Linked DNA regions of Mus musculus: all the other regions are linked to region 1. Evidence: chromatin contacts called from public Hi-C and promoter capture Hi-C data. All regions are on one chromosome and are shown on one strand. The core of a region is the stretch at or near the end of the contact, and the rest is flanking DNA. Distances in the headings are between cores, read along the strand shown.

Region 1 (3,360 bases), core at 464-2,963:
ACCAGTTGAGTCATATCTCACTGGCCCCCCTAACATGGAGATCTTTCTAAAACAAAAACAAAAATAAGAAACAATGTAATCCCAGCACTTGGGAGGCAGAGGCAGGCGGATTTCTGAGTTCGAGGCCAACCATCCACACTGGACACTTCTCACAACCGCCTGTCATCCCAGTTCCAGGAGATCCAATGCCCTCTTCTGGCCTCCACATCCATATAAAATAAAAAGAAATGAAAATTTAAAATAGACAAATAAAAGCAAGTAAATCAGATGGCTCGGTGAGCAAAAACATATGTCACCTAGTTGGATTTCAGTTCCTAGAACCTACACACAGTGGAAAGCATGCCTATGCACACACCCATGTACGCTCATGTCCACACACAGGAAAAAACTCCCCTTACAATTCACATAGTGTATAGTACTCAAAACTATCCTTTAGGTGTTGGAGTAGCAGCGGTAGAGTGCTTGCTTAGCACATAGAGAGCCCTACATGAACGTTAGGCCCCAGCCTTAGTACAGTTAACAGATAAAGAAATCATTCACTCAGACTGATGGGGCTCCGTATGTCTGTGCTGTGTCAGCATTACCCTCCTCTTACTCCCGAATGTCTCCATCATCACAAAGAGAAATCCTACAAACTGGGCATGCTGGCACACAACTGCAATCCCACCTATTGGGAGGCTACAGAGGGGGATATTTTGAGTTCAAGGCCAGCCTACTTGATACAGTGAGACTTCTCAAAAGCAAGGGTATTTCTATAACCATTTTTTTTTTTTTTTTTTTTCTGAGACAGGGTTTCTCTGTATAGATAGCCCTGGCTGTCCTGGAACTCACTTTGTAGACCAGACTGGCTGAGAACTCAGAAATCCGCCTGCCTCTGCCTCCCAAGTGCTGGGATTAAAGGCATGCGCCACCACCACCTGGCATTTATTTATTTATTTAAAAATTAAGAAAAAAAAAAAAAGCCCCCACACACAAAAAAACAAGTTCTTTCTCTCTCCCAGCATCTAAAAATAAAATAAGATCCATTGTCTCTATGGATTTACAGGTTCTGTATATTTCATAAAAGCACACCGTATGTGCCTTTGGTGACTGGTGTCTTTCGCAGTCATGCTTTCAGGGTCCTTCTGTGGCCATACTATGCACCAGTACTGCCTCATTTTTTATAGCTGAATAATATTCCACTGTGTGGCTATGTCACATTTTGTTTACGCATTTATTGCTTGATGGACGGTTAGCCTGCTCCCCTTTCTTGGCTGTTACGGATAATGTTGCTACAGACATTCACGTACAAATATTTTGAACGAGTATGTTTTCACAGTTCTCTTGTGCGTACACTTAAGTCTGCCTGGAACTGCTGGGTTACACGCAAGAATCATTCTTTCAACAATAATTAGTGACTGATAATCTTTGCAGTCTTCCTGGATCTCAATTTAACATAATACCAGTAACTTAGGTTTGTAAGGAATTAAATGAAATTGTGCATCTACAACCAGTCTAGCACAGAATCTAGCTGAGCCTCACCCTGGTCCCTCCCTAGGGACCTTCGTGTGGTTCCTGGAGTGGGACAAACGTCCGTGCTGGCCACACTCCTTGTCTCTGGGGCCCACGGTCCACTGCAGAAGTCGCCGGAGGTCCCGGCCATAAACCCCAAGAGATCTGGGCTCACCTGCTACTGCTCCCGCCACTCTTTGAATTGTCCGCAAGACCCGGAAGTAGATCTATCCCGGTAGCGGAAGCAGACTTCCCAGCCTGGAAGTGAACGTGAAGCAAATATGGCGGCGGCGGCGCTTACGCTGAGGACGCGGGCAGCAGGTAGCTCAGCACTGTGGCTATTGCGAGGCGAGACAGCAGGGAGGCTGGGAGATGGAAACTGGAGCCCATGGTGAACCTAGATACGGGGAAGAAGTGAGGGGCTCCGGACCTTTGGAGGGCGACTGTCTCCGGTCACGTGACACGTTGTGGGCGGTGCTTGCGGAGGGTGGGAGTGCAGAATGAAAGCCCGTTGGATAGTTACTCCAGAAGCTCTGTCCCCTCTGGGTTTATGTGGATCCCTCCGGATTTGAAGAAGACTAAGTTCAAAACATTTAATTGATATTCAAGACTTAGCTTTTTTCCTTTCCTCGCTTTTGAGGTAGGTTCCCACTGTGTAGTTTGCCGTCTTAGAGCTGGTATTTCAGATGTCTATGACCATGACCAACGCTTAGGTCTGGTGAGACACTGCTCAGAGTACCAGCATAAACATGGTTTCTAACGCCTTGTGAGTTCAGCCAGTAAACACGTGAGTAACTTAGTTGTAATCTCGAATAGTATTGTGAAGAGTCTTAGATTAGGGGACCAAGGAAGTCTCTTGAAGGGATAGCAATTTAGACCTAAAAGAGACAGACCCAACCAAACCTGTGTAGACAGAAGGCAAGAAAATGACTTGACTCGGTTTTACAGTTTTGAGGAGCCAATTAAGAGGAGGCAGACTGGGTGCAAATAAATAAATGAAAATGAAACCAAGTGGGACCAGGAATAGTAGTGCCTATAATCCCTGCACTTAGGAGCCTGGGGCAGGAAGATTTCATCAGATCCAAGGCCAGCCTGGGTCACAGACTCAAAAGCTATAAATAAATAAAATAACATAAAATAAAATAAAATAAAATAACCTACACAGAAAACCATCTGCAAGACTTGCTATAGGATAGATCATTTGGCCCAGATATTAGTGGTGTTGGTAGAGAAGCTGGAGGGTAGTGGGTGAATATGACATCTGTCTGTTCTGAAGATATAGATTCCACAAGTCTTACTGCTCTGTAAAATGAGGGAAGAGAGTCATCTGTAAAGTCTTGTTTTTCACAAGAGCAGAGACATATGAGTGAAACAATGTAGGCAAAAGCAAAACACCAATCACCAGTAAGTGAGTGGGTGAAGCCAGGAAGTGCATGCCTGTAACCTCGGTTATATGTGAAGTAAAGGCCTGAGGATTGCAAGTTCAAGGTCTTCATGGGCTACAGGAGAGGGGGGAGGGGATTCCATTCCATTGCTGGACATTGAAGATGTCTCCTAAGTTCTTTTTTTGTGATGTTTGTTTGTTTGGAGACACTGTATCACTATGAAGCCCTGGCTGTCCTAGAACTCAGTCTCTAGACCAAACTGGTCCTGTTGTCACAGAGATCTGCCTGCCTCTGCCTCCCAAGTGCTAGCATCAAAAGCTTGCCTGTGCCACCATGCCCAGCCTGCTCTCTGAGAGCTAGTCTTGTATCCCAGCAACTTTCTGTTCTTATGGGAATTTGAGAAACCTAGATAACCAGTGCTATGCCCCCAAACACCCATAAAGCAACTCTAAATGGGCTGATACTAGATCCTAAGATCCTATAC
Region 2 (3,360 bases), core at 569-3,068, 410 kb before region 1:
TGTACCACTGCAGCATCCTACCACTGTGTACCACTGCAGCATCCTACCACTGTGTACCACTGCAGCATCCTACCACTGTGTACCACTGCAGCATCCTACCACTGTGTACCACTGCAGCATCCTACCACTGTGTACCACTGCAGCATCCTACCACTGTGTACCACTAGAGCATCCTACCACTGTGTACCACTGCAGCATCCTACCACTGTGTACCACTGAAGCATCCTACCACTGTACCACTAGAACATCCTACCACTGAGTACCACTGGAGCATCCTACCACTGAGTACCACTGGAGCATCCTACCACTGTGTACCACTGCAGCATCCTACCACTGTACCACTGAAGCATCCTACCACTGTGTACCACTGGAGCATCCTACCACTGTGTACCACTGGAGCATCCTACCACTGTGTACCACTGCAGCATCCTAGCACTGTGTACCACTGCAGCATCCTAGCACTGTGTACCACTGCAGCATCCTAGCACTGTGTACCACTAGAGCATCCTACCACTGTGTACCACTGCAGCATCCTACCACTGTGTACCACTGGGGCATCCTACCACTGTGTACCACTGCAGCATCCTACCACTGTGTACCACTGGGGCATCCTACCACTGTGTACCACTGCAGCATCCTACCACTGTGTACCACTGAAGCACCTGTCTTAAGAGGCTTGAGAATGGTCCTCAGAGAATGTGAGGCAGCAGCCATTCTCTCCATGGGAAGCCTCATGCTTTCTCAAGGTGACCAGCTACTTCTAGAAGCACCAGGCTCTCCCATGTTTGTTAGTGATGCCTAATCCATACCCAAAGCCCTGGGAGACTCTGAGCTACCCTCAGAGACGGCCAGCCTGGTAGTGGCCACACCTAAATCAGGCACGAGTACTATGATAAACCAATGGGCAGGAGTGAACAAGGATGGCTCTTAGAAGAACCCATCTGGTAGCCAGGGAAGAAGGTCTGGAGGTGGCTCTTGACTACAGCAGCATCCACGAGGGAGGAGCATGTGGGGATACTGAAGAGTCAGAGAGGTGATAACTCAGTTCATTTCCCTCCCAGGAGACTTAGACTGCGTGTACAGATTGGCTCCTGCTCACTCTGCCCAGGAGTCTCATTACTGTACGGCTGAGTTCAAACCTGAGGAAGAGCCTAAAAGCCTGGTGAAACTAATTGCAACAATGTGTCAAACAGACATATTTCCAAGCCAACCTGTCCTTCCCTGGCTCTGGCATCACTCTGTGTGAGCATCCATCCTCTACCTGTGAGTGGGCAGCTGAACATCCACTATGCTGTCATGTTATCCCATGCTGCGTGCCTTGTATGGTGCTAGCCCACAGCAGCCCTCAACAAACACAAAGAGGAGAGTCCTCAGAGATGGATTTGGACACTACACCCTCTTCTTCTAGGCCTCAGCTGTGATAGGCAGACTCAAGCCCTGTTTGTCTCTAGGTTGGCAGCGTCTGTGTCCCTTTATGTGCCTGGAGTCACTCCTGAGTCGTCGTTCATCCCCACCCACCCCCCTCCACCATAGCTCCCATACCATCACCAACCCACTCAAGTGGTCCATCTTAGGCTTCAGGAATCTCACTCACCTGGTCTGTTTCACACTCTCGCTTGCAGGTGCTCTGGGCATCCACCCAGAGGTTGGGGTTCATGTCGTTGGGGCAGATGCCCGCATGGGAGTATCGGATGGGTGGCAGTGCTAGGCCTCGAAGGGGAGCCTCGAGGAGCAGCAGCAACAGCAGCCCCCAGTGAAACCAGAACCGATGATACCCTGGGGCACACATGGTGCCGTCTGCAGTGGTCAGAGGGTACCCCTGTAATGACACCAAGAGCTGATGCCCACGGGGGCCTTCTTCTCCAGGGCTGGCAACACCTGCCCTTCTCACCCTAGCAAGTGAGCCTCTCCTTGCTGAGCCTGCTTGCTGGCTTCAGCTGCTGTGACTGGCTCCACCAAGTGCAGCCTGCTGGGCTGTGAGGCTTCAGATAAAAGAAAGGTCTTTGGAAGGAAACTCTGTTCCCCCCCACCCCACCCCCCACCCCGGGTGCGTAGGGAGAGGAACACAGCAGGGGCTCGAGCCTGGATTTATATCCTGGGCGCACCACCCGAGTGGGAGCGAGCTAACCCGAAGCCTGTCAGAGGCAGGCTGCTGGCGCCTCTGTCCCGTGGCTGATCACAGACGTATTGCAGAAGGGGGGAAAGCTGGAAGCAGTTTAGGCAGCGGTCTCTGGCACGGTGGGACACCTGCTTGTTTTTGACTCCAGGAGGCCTTTAACCCCTTCCAGGGACAGAAATGGCATGTGCTTTGGGGGGAGCTGGCCCCAGGACACGCACGCTCGCTGTGAGGCAGGTTTGTTTCCCTTTCCCCACCTCCTTGAGGCCAGGCCCCCCTCCTCCCCTTCAGCCACCTCTAAAGAACACACAATCGCTTGTTATGAGGAAGGACCTGAGCCGCTGTGTTAGCGTCGCCCAGCTCGATAGTACATTTGAGAGCAAATGACGTGGAAAAACAAGTTCACGGCCATTCAAGGGCGGGCCCAGGCAGCCGGCGCTGTGCTGTGTAAGCTGACTCCCACCCCGGGCACCAAGTCCCCTTGTGGGGGGTATGCACACGGGCAGCGCCACATCCCTGAGTTACAGGGGTTACCGGCAGTCCATGTCTTAAGTTCCAACTTTGGTGAATTCCCCCAAAATCATTCCAGAGAGACATACCAGATACCAGATATGGTCTGGCTCCCCCGGGGGCTGCTGGGACGGATCACGTTCCTCATTCCTGTCTCTACACACTTGTGGAGGAGTCCAAGAAACTGGTGCAGCTACAGTATCCCAGGACTCCACTACACCAGCACCGAGCTGTCCTCGCCAGTGGCCACGGTGGCCCCTGCTTGGTGAGCCCTTGGGTGTTAGGCACGCTATGGACACGTGGTTCTACCTCCTCCTGCCACACGGAGTGAAAGGCTTCCGGTGGAAGAACACAAGCAATTTGCCTAGGGTCCTCAGAACCACCAATCATATCATAATCCTTACACGCTCCCAACCCCCTAATGCATCATTCTGTTTAATCCTCACAGCAAGCTGCACCTCCAGTTTGGACTTAAGCAAAGGATGGATGCACAGTGAAGCCAAGCAACTCACCCTGTGTCACACAGCCCCGTTAACATAGGAGGCAAGGGCAGCAGCTTGCTGGGTGTGGGCAGGGCCTTTTGAAGCCACCCCTCCCCCATCCGTTCGCTAGAACAGCTATCAAGGTACAGCCTAAAGTCGGTTTTGTTTTGTTTTGTTTTGTTTTGTTTTTACAGAATGGTTAGGAAGTTCTTGAAAGTCAGGGGTTGTACTTGTGGGAGGCCTGGGAAGAGA
Region 3 (3,360 bases), core at 219-2,718, 280 kb after region 1:
GGGAGGGCGTGAAGGGGGGGGGGGGAGCAATGGAATCTTGGATGGTTTGGAGGAGGCGGGACTCCCTGCTTCCACGTTTACAGCTCTAAAGAAGCCGGTGGGGGAAGTGATACAGGATGTCTATGGGCCCTGCAAGGAGACCCCAGTGCCTTCCCACACCACCCACACAGTTTGACAAGATGAAGTTCCTAAGCAGATTGGACAGAGCACCTTTGCAGGGTGCAGGGAGCACCGGGGAAGAACGGACACTGTCTTTTAGCGACAACTTTAAATATAAGCTGCTGTTCTTGGGGGACTACAGATGACCCTTTCCTGACGGCAGAGGTGGGGAGCAATGGCCAAGATTTTCAGCAAAGAAGTGAGGACATGGGAAGAAACCATTAAATAAAGTCCCTCAGCTACCAAACACAAGTTTCTGCCACACACTGAGTTCACCTAGGTGTCCCCAGACCACATCCAAGTACAATTAGAAAAGAGGGCTCTCTGTAGCTTTGAGAACACCCCTCTATGGCCAAGTACCTTCTACCTGTTCATTCTGCATTGATATTGCTACATAAGAGGGCCTCTAACAAATCTCTGGCTGTGGCCACAGCTGACACAAGACCTTTTTCTAAAACATCCCTGGTCACAGGCTTCCTGCAACAAACTCACATCCCAGTGCTGGGATGGAGGAGGTCAGAGAAGAATTTATACAACATGCCCCAGGCCCCAGCTTTGAGGACCCAGAAAGCCCCCTGCCCACACTGCTGCTCATCACTTAATGCATAAGCATTCTTCTGGAAGGACAAGGATGTCAAAGGTCTCCCCAAGCCTCAGCCTCAGAGCTGTTATTTATTAGAAAGGTGTGTCTGGCATGGCAGAACAGATAGGCACCCCCTTCCTTTCAAACCACCACATATCTGACTCTTAGTATCTGTGAAGAGATGTATAACTGTTCACAAATATTCCTACCCTCCATTCCTGGGTCCACACCATGAGGTGATCCCCTCCCTCCAACAGGCACATCTGCTTAGCTGATAGGTTCTAATCAGATTAATCTAACTTATTCCTTAGTTCTTCCCCAGGATGCCTGAAAGATTACTAGGCATGGCCAGGAGGACCTTTTCCCAATTATTCCTGACACTGATCCCTTTGTAGTGTTTCCCAACTCAGATTCTCAGTTCTACATCCTTCTGATTTGAAGTCCCAGAAAGAAAGTACAAGGGGTATTCTCTACCCACACTCAGTATACTGAGGGCCCAGCCACACTCCAGTGACAGCACCTCTGGCCCATGTAGATCTGGGGGGCAAGGGCGGCAGAGTTGCGGGAGGGGGGGCGCTGGGTGGACTCCTTTCCCTTCCTTTCCCTCCTCCCCCCTCTTCGTTCCAAATTGGGGGCCGGGCCAGGCAGTTCTGATTGGCTGGGGGCCGGGCTGCTGGCTCCCCCTCTCCGAGAGGCAGGGTTCCTCCCAGCTCTCCATCAAGATGGTATAAAAGGGGCCCAGGCCAGTCGTCGGAGCAGACGGGAGTTTCTCCTCGGGACGGAGCAGGAGGCACGCGGAGTGAGGCCACGCATGAGCCGAAGCTAACCCCCCACCCCAGCCGCAAAGAGTCTACATGTCTAGGGTCTAGACATGTTCAGCTTTGTGGACCTCCGGCTCCTGCTCCTCTTAGGGGCCACTGCCCTCCTGACGCATGGCCAAGAAGACAGTAAGTTCCAAACTCTGGGGAGTTTACTACAGCTTCTTGGTATTGCGTTCTGTATAGAGGGGTCCTAGCAGATAAGACTTAAATGGAGGTGCAGGGCTGCTCCAGAGGCAGGGATGGGACGGTGATGGAGAGGAAACGGGATGAGAGAGGTCACCCTGTTGAGCAGATGAGGGGGAGCAGTTCTCAGAAGTGGAGCCTTGCATGAGATGGCCCAGGAAGAAATTTCAAGCACCCATCTGTAGCACAACAGGAAAAGTGGGAATCTGGACACGGGTTGGGGCAGAGTACGTCGAAAATGAAATAAGGCCTCTGGAATAGAGATTCGGAGCTCAAGATGTAAAAGCTATCAAAAAGGCTGCGGGATGATTCATAAGGAAAGATTGTTTGCCCTCTCTGCAGGCTAGACAGTGTTGCTGGGGCCTCCGGGGTGCTGGGCTCTCGGGGGGGGGGGAGGGGACGCACGGAGAGGGCGGGTTGCTGGATGAGAAAGTTTGGCTAGGACTTGACTGGGCGCGGTCCCTGTGCCTCCTGCTGGCCAGCCGAGAGCACTACGAGTCCTGGTACAGCACTTTACAGCGCACAGGCTGAGAAGGAAAACCTGGGTTATTGCGGACCCTCATCTCCAGACTAGGAAAATAAAAGCAGGGATGGATGGGGTAGCTCTGGTCTTTGAAAGAAGTGACCCAGGCCGAGTAAAAGTCGGTCCGCCCCTGCATTGCTTAGTTTTGCCCGCCACCTAGTGGTTGCCTTGATCAGGTCCTGGAGCGGTGGGCGTGGTTAACTCATCATTACTATTTGTAGACTTGACTTCTTTGGCTAAGGAGATTCCAAAGCACTACTGGCTTTGAAGGACCCGGCTTGTCTAGTTAGCAAGTTTTCAAGATTCCTGGGAGCTGGAAATTGGGATGTATCTAACTTTAGGGATACATTTTACTACACTGGACAGGGCTCCACTGAAATCAGCCCCTCCACATTGTAGCCCCGCCCATTCCGCCCCACCTGCCCCGGGAAAGGAGGTGGGACCAGGGCTGAATTTCCCCTTCTCTCCTCCCACCCCCGCCTCCTGTCTCCGCGCAAACCACGTCCCACGAGCCCCCACCTACTGCGTAGGAGCCCTCCTACTCTCCTTCAGCAGGCTTTTTTATTTCATTTGGTTCCCGCGCGCGTGGGCTGAAGTTGTTTGGAAGAAACCCCAGTCTAGAGCTTTGTTTAAATTCCTGAGAACTGGGACGTTATAGTCCTGGCCAGGCGCCCTGGTGCTGTCACTGAACGTCGCCGATATGGAGCAGACCTGCATTTAAGGATTTGAGGGAAGAATATAGGGAGTGGGGGGAAAGATTCAGGAAGTGGGAAGTCTCCGTGCGCCTCTTAGACAGGGCAAAGAGTGAGTAAGGCTGGGATCCCTGGTGCTCCGGGGTAAGGTCTCTGACCCGCACACATCCTGTGTCTCTTCCCATTTGCTCAGTCCCTGAAGTCAGCTGCATACACAATGGCCTAAGGGTCCCCAATGGTGAGACGTGGAAACCCGAGGTATGCTTGATCTGTATCTGCCACAATGGCACGGCTGTGTGCGATGACGTGCAATGCAATGAAGAACTGGACTGTCCCAACCCCCAAAGACGGGAGGGCGAGTGCTGTGCTTTCTGCCCGGAAGAATACGGTACGGTTCTG
Region 4 (3,360 bases), core at 350-2,849, 260 kb before region 1:
GCGGAGGAGAACTCAGGACCTTTCACTTCTCTCAAGTCCATGTTACACTTTGTGCCCAGCCCAGTCCGAGATACCTTAAATGACAACACTGGAGTGTGGCTCTTGACTTTCACATGCCTGTTCACACACAGACACACAGCACACGTTTGTGCAAAACAGCTCACCCGCATCCCTGCACACGCACATCTGCACACACCGGATGCATATACACAAATACTCGTCATGGAAGAAACACAGACTGGGATTCGGATTCTAGATTTGAAACCAGACAAGGGCGGGCAACCCCTGGGTAATGAGAAAGTAGCCCCGTGTCACACTCTGCCTGTGAGGCTGAGATTGTGTCCCCAGTTGCTTTGCCTGGTGGAGGAACAAGTGCTGAGGCTGCACACACTTCAGACGCTTAAGATGACTGATACAAGGATTTGAGGAGAGACACAGAAAGTTACCTTTCTGCACTGAGCTTGTGCGCGTGCGCACATACCATACCCTCACGGTACTGTGTTTTGAGCCCAGTCTCCTGCATATCAGGCAAGCGCCACGCCCCTGAGCTATAACCCCAGTACAAAAGACCTGCTTTAACTTACTTTATTTTTATCTGGTTTCGTGGAATTGGTGTTTTGGCACAATTCCTTACCTCTCTAGACCCCCATTTCCCTTATCTATCAATGGAAAGGTTTGGGCTTGGACACCTCAGTTCTCCCTCTCCTCTCCTCTCCTCTCCTCTCCTCTCCTCTCCTCTCCTCTCCTCTCCTCTCCTCTCCTCTCCTCTCCTCTCCTCTCCTCTCCTCTCCTCTCCTCTCCTCTCTCTCTCCTCTCTCTCTCTCTCCTCTCTCCTCTCTCTCTCTCATATGTCCTGGGTGTAGATAGGGTCTCCTCACAGACCTGCAGGTGGATCTTGCTCACAGAAACAGTAGCCTCCCAAAACAGGGCCTGGAAGGTCTAGCTGTACCAAGTCCTGACGGATCAGGGCTCTGGATGCCCTAGGGTATAGGCAAGGAAGATTGGATGAACAACCAAGGCACAGTTACTGGGTCGGGTCCAGTGGAGGTGGGGTCGGGTGGATTCATTCATTAGGGATGCAGGCAAAATACAAAGTGTTCTTCTATGCAAAACGCAAAAAGTCCCTGGGATCCACCAGACAGAGAGACTTACACCAACAGGCAAGCGCCTGAGCTTCCCTATTCTTGGCGCCCTGCAACTACAGATTCCAGGAGCCTCCTTTCTGCCTAGCTTCTCCCCGCGGTAGGTCAAGGCACAGCCGTGGCTATACATCCTTCTGCGCCCATTCTTCCCCCTTTGGAGCTTAGACCCTCCCAGGTCTGACTATGCACATCCGCCTTTCCAGGGCATCAGCTGCTGCTCCCGCACTCCGCACTCCGGAGGTGCGTCCTCCGGAAGGCTGTGTTGGGGCGAGAGACCAGACATCCCACGGTTGACACCTACTTCCTCCGTAGCACGGATACCAAGAGACGCTTCTTACCCAGAACTTGGAGCCCAGCTCTCCGGAGCCGCACAGGCGGTCCATGTGGCTCTGGTGCACCGCAGGACTTGGAATCTCAGTTCAGCTCAGCCCCAGCAGATCTGCCCCGGAACCGCCTCTGACTCCCTGCTCCATAGGCACTCCTCCCCGCCCCGCCCTCAGGCCCTCTGGGTCAAGTTCTCCCTGTCCCCAGCGATTGCAACACAGCCTTGGTAAAAGTGCTGGTACCTAAAGGATAATGTAAGAAAGGGACAGTAGAGTAAGGATGGGTAATTAATTGACTGTACTAGTCCCTGAGCTTATAGACCCCGAAGCTGATGGACGTGAGAATGAGTCTCACTGTAAAAGAAGTCCTTTCTAAAGGTAGGGTCATTTCTGGCTTTATATATAAATAGGAGATCATTGTCTATAGTATGTGAAGTGCTCGTGAGCCTAGTCTCTTTCTTCATACGTTACCAGAGAACTGAGACCAGCACATTTATGTGATGTGTCTATGCACATGTGTACAGCAGGGGAGTGGGGCATGAAGTTGGTCCTAGTACCAAATAGATGGGTGTATGACTTCCCTGTGGTCCCCTTAAGTTGCTGCCTTCTCAGGTTCTGTGGCTCCCGTGTCTTGCCCAGGGCACTTCTCTTCCCCACTTTTGCACTGGTGAAGTATGGATCACCATAATAGAATCCTTCACACTGAGTTTTCTGAGGATTCAACAGAAAAAACAAAACAAAACAAAACAAACTATAACCCGCATGGACTACATGTAATACCCAACCTAGGTTAATTCTAGTGAGGCCTCAGGAAAATCCCTCACTAACACCTTGACCCTTTGTTGTTGCTGTCATGGCTTTTTTTTTTTTTTTTTTTTTTTTTTTTTTTTTTTTGGCTTTTCGAGAAACCACAGGGTTTCTCTGTGTAGCCCTGGCTGCCCTGGAAATCACTTTGTAGACCAGGCTGGCCTCGAGCTCAGAAATCCACCTGCCTCTGCCTCCCAAGTGCTGGGATTAAAGGCGAGTGCCACCACACCCGGCTCACTGTTATGTTTTTTTGTTTGTTTAAGACAGAGTTTCTCTGAATAGCCTTGGCTACCCTTGAACTCACTCTGTAGACCAAGCTGGCCTCGACCTCAGAGACCTGCTTGCCTGTGCCTCCCAAGGGCTGGGATTAAAGGCGTGCACCCGTGTCTTAACGCTGAGCCTCCACATTGTCAGTCTGTAAAATGGCCTTCCCAGCTTGGCTACGCTGGGTTCCCCTCCTTCTCTCTCTTCCCTGATACGATCCCAACTCACCCACACCTCTCTGGAGTGAGCAGAAATCCTCTTGGTCTAATTTACCCCTGTCTCTATCTGCAAGCTCTTGGTGTGTGTGTGTGTGTGTGTGTGTGTGTGTGTGTGTGGTTGGCATTTGTTTCCCAGTCAGGACAGGGTATTTTTAGCCTCCTGAAGGCGTTGGAGGGACCCGGTAGGACAGTGTAGACCATCCGTTACCCCTCTGGGCAGGCACGAAGTACTGGAAGCCAGATTAGGGAGAAGCTAGTAGAGTGGGGGTGGGACAGTTAGTCACCTGTTCGATTTCTCTCCTCCCTCTGCCCCTTTCTCTCCCATCCTGTCTTCCTCCAACCTCTGTACAGAAGACTTCGTGGAGCTTCCGTAACTTGTCAGCGTGCCCTTGGTTACACTTCTGTGTGAAGACTCTGGAAGGTCCTCAAAGCAGCCAGCAGTCATGCCTACCTCCCCTCCATGCCTCAGGTAGTATCTATAGTACCCTATGTAACCGTGACAGGCTCCTCATGTCTCTGGGACCAGTTTCATGGACAAAGTGAGTTAGCAAAGGACCACGGAAGCCCCTTTCCTACCCTGTAGTCTAGGCATCTAAGATCAAAGCA

Evidence for each region. Promoter capture Hi-C pulls out the DNA fragments that hold promoters and counts their contacts. Hi-C and Micro-C count contacts between places; a contact is called where the count stands out from the background. Capture Hi-C pulls out chosen DNA fragments and counts their contacts.
Region 2: a contact with region 1 is called in a promoter capture Hi-C map of cranial neural crest. The contact joins the promoter of Wfikkn2 here to the promoter of Eme1 in region 1. A contact is called at or near these places in 2 of 39 promoter capture datasets (cranial neural crest and embryonic stem cells) and 1 of 9 other capture datasets (pancreatic islet).
Region 3: a Hi-C map of embryonic fibroblasts shows a contact between it and region 1, with 7 times the contacts expected there. The contact joins the promoter of Col1a1 here to the promoter of Eme1 in region 1. A contact is called at or near these places in 1 of 484 Hi-C or Micro-C datasets (embryonic fibroblasts), 2 of 115 datasets of contacts at active chromatin or transcription factors (cardiomyocytes and epiblast stem cells) and 1 of 9 other capture datasets (pancreatic islet).
Region 4: a contact with region 1 is called in a promoter capture Hi-C map of pancreatic islet. The contact joins the promoter of Abcc3 here to the promoter of Eme1 in region 1. A contact is called at or near these places in 3 of 115 datasets of contacts at active chromatin or transcription factors (bone marrow-derived macrophages, memory CD8 T cells and microglia) and 2 of 9 other capture datasets (liver and pancreatic islet).

Annotation. Positions count from the first base shown.
Region 1 is chr11:94,652,030-94,655,389 of GRCm38.p6, forward strand. It overlaps Eme1 (essential meiotic structure-specific endonuclease 1), which reads right to left and starts at 1,714. Exons shown (of 9, transcript NM_177752.5): 1 at 1,667-1,714. Mrpl27 (mitochondrial ribosomal protein L27) reads left to right here and starts at 1,762. Exons shown (of 4, transcript NM_053161.2): 1 at 1,762-1,812. The coding sequence starts at 1,773.
Region 2 is chr11:94,240,761-94,244,120 of GRCm38.p6, forward strand. Wfikkn2 (WAP, follistatin/kazal, immunoglobulin, kunitz and netrin domain containing 2) reads right to left here and starts at 1,819. Exons shown (of 2, transcript NM_181819.2): 1 at 1,595-1,819. The coding sequence starts at 1,789.
Region 3 is chr11:94,934,756-94,938,115 of GRCm38.p6, forward strand. Col1a1 (collagen, type I, alpha 1) reads left to right here and starts at 1,469. Exons shown (of 51, transcript NM_007742.4): 1 at 1,469-1,689; 2 at 3,155-3,349. The coding sequence starts at 1,614.
Region 4 is chr11:94,391,391-94,394,750 of GRCm38.p6, forward strand. Abcc3 (ATP-binding cassette, sub-family C (CFTR/MRP), member 3) reads right to left here and starts at 1,600. Exons shown (of 31, transcript NM_001363187.1): 1 at 1,481-1,600. The coding sequence starts at 1,525.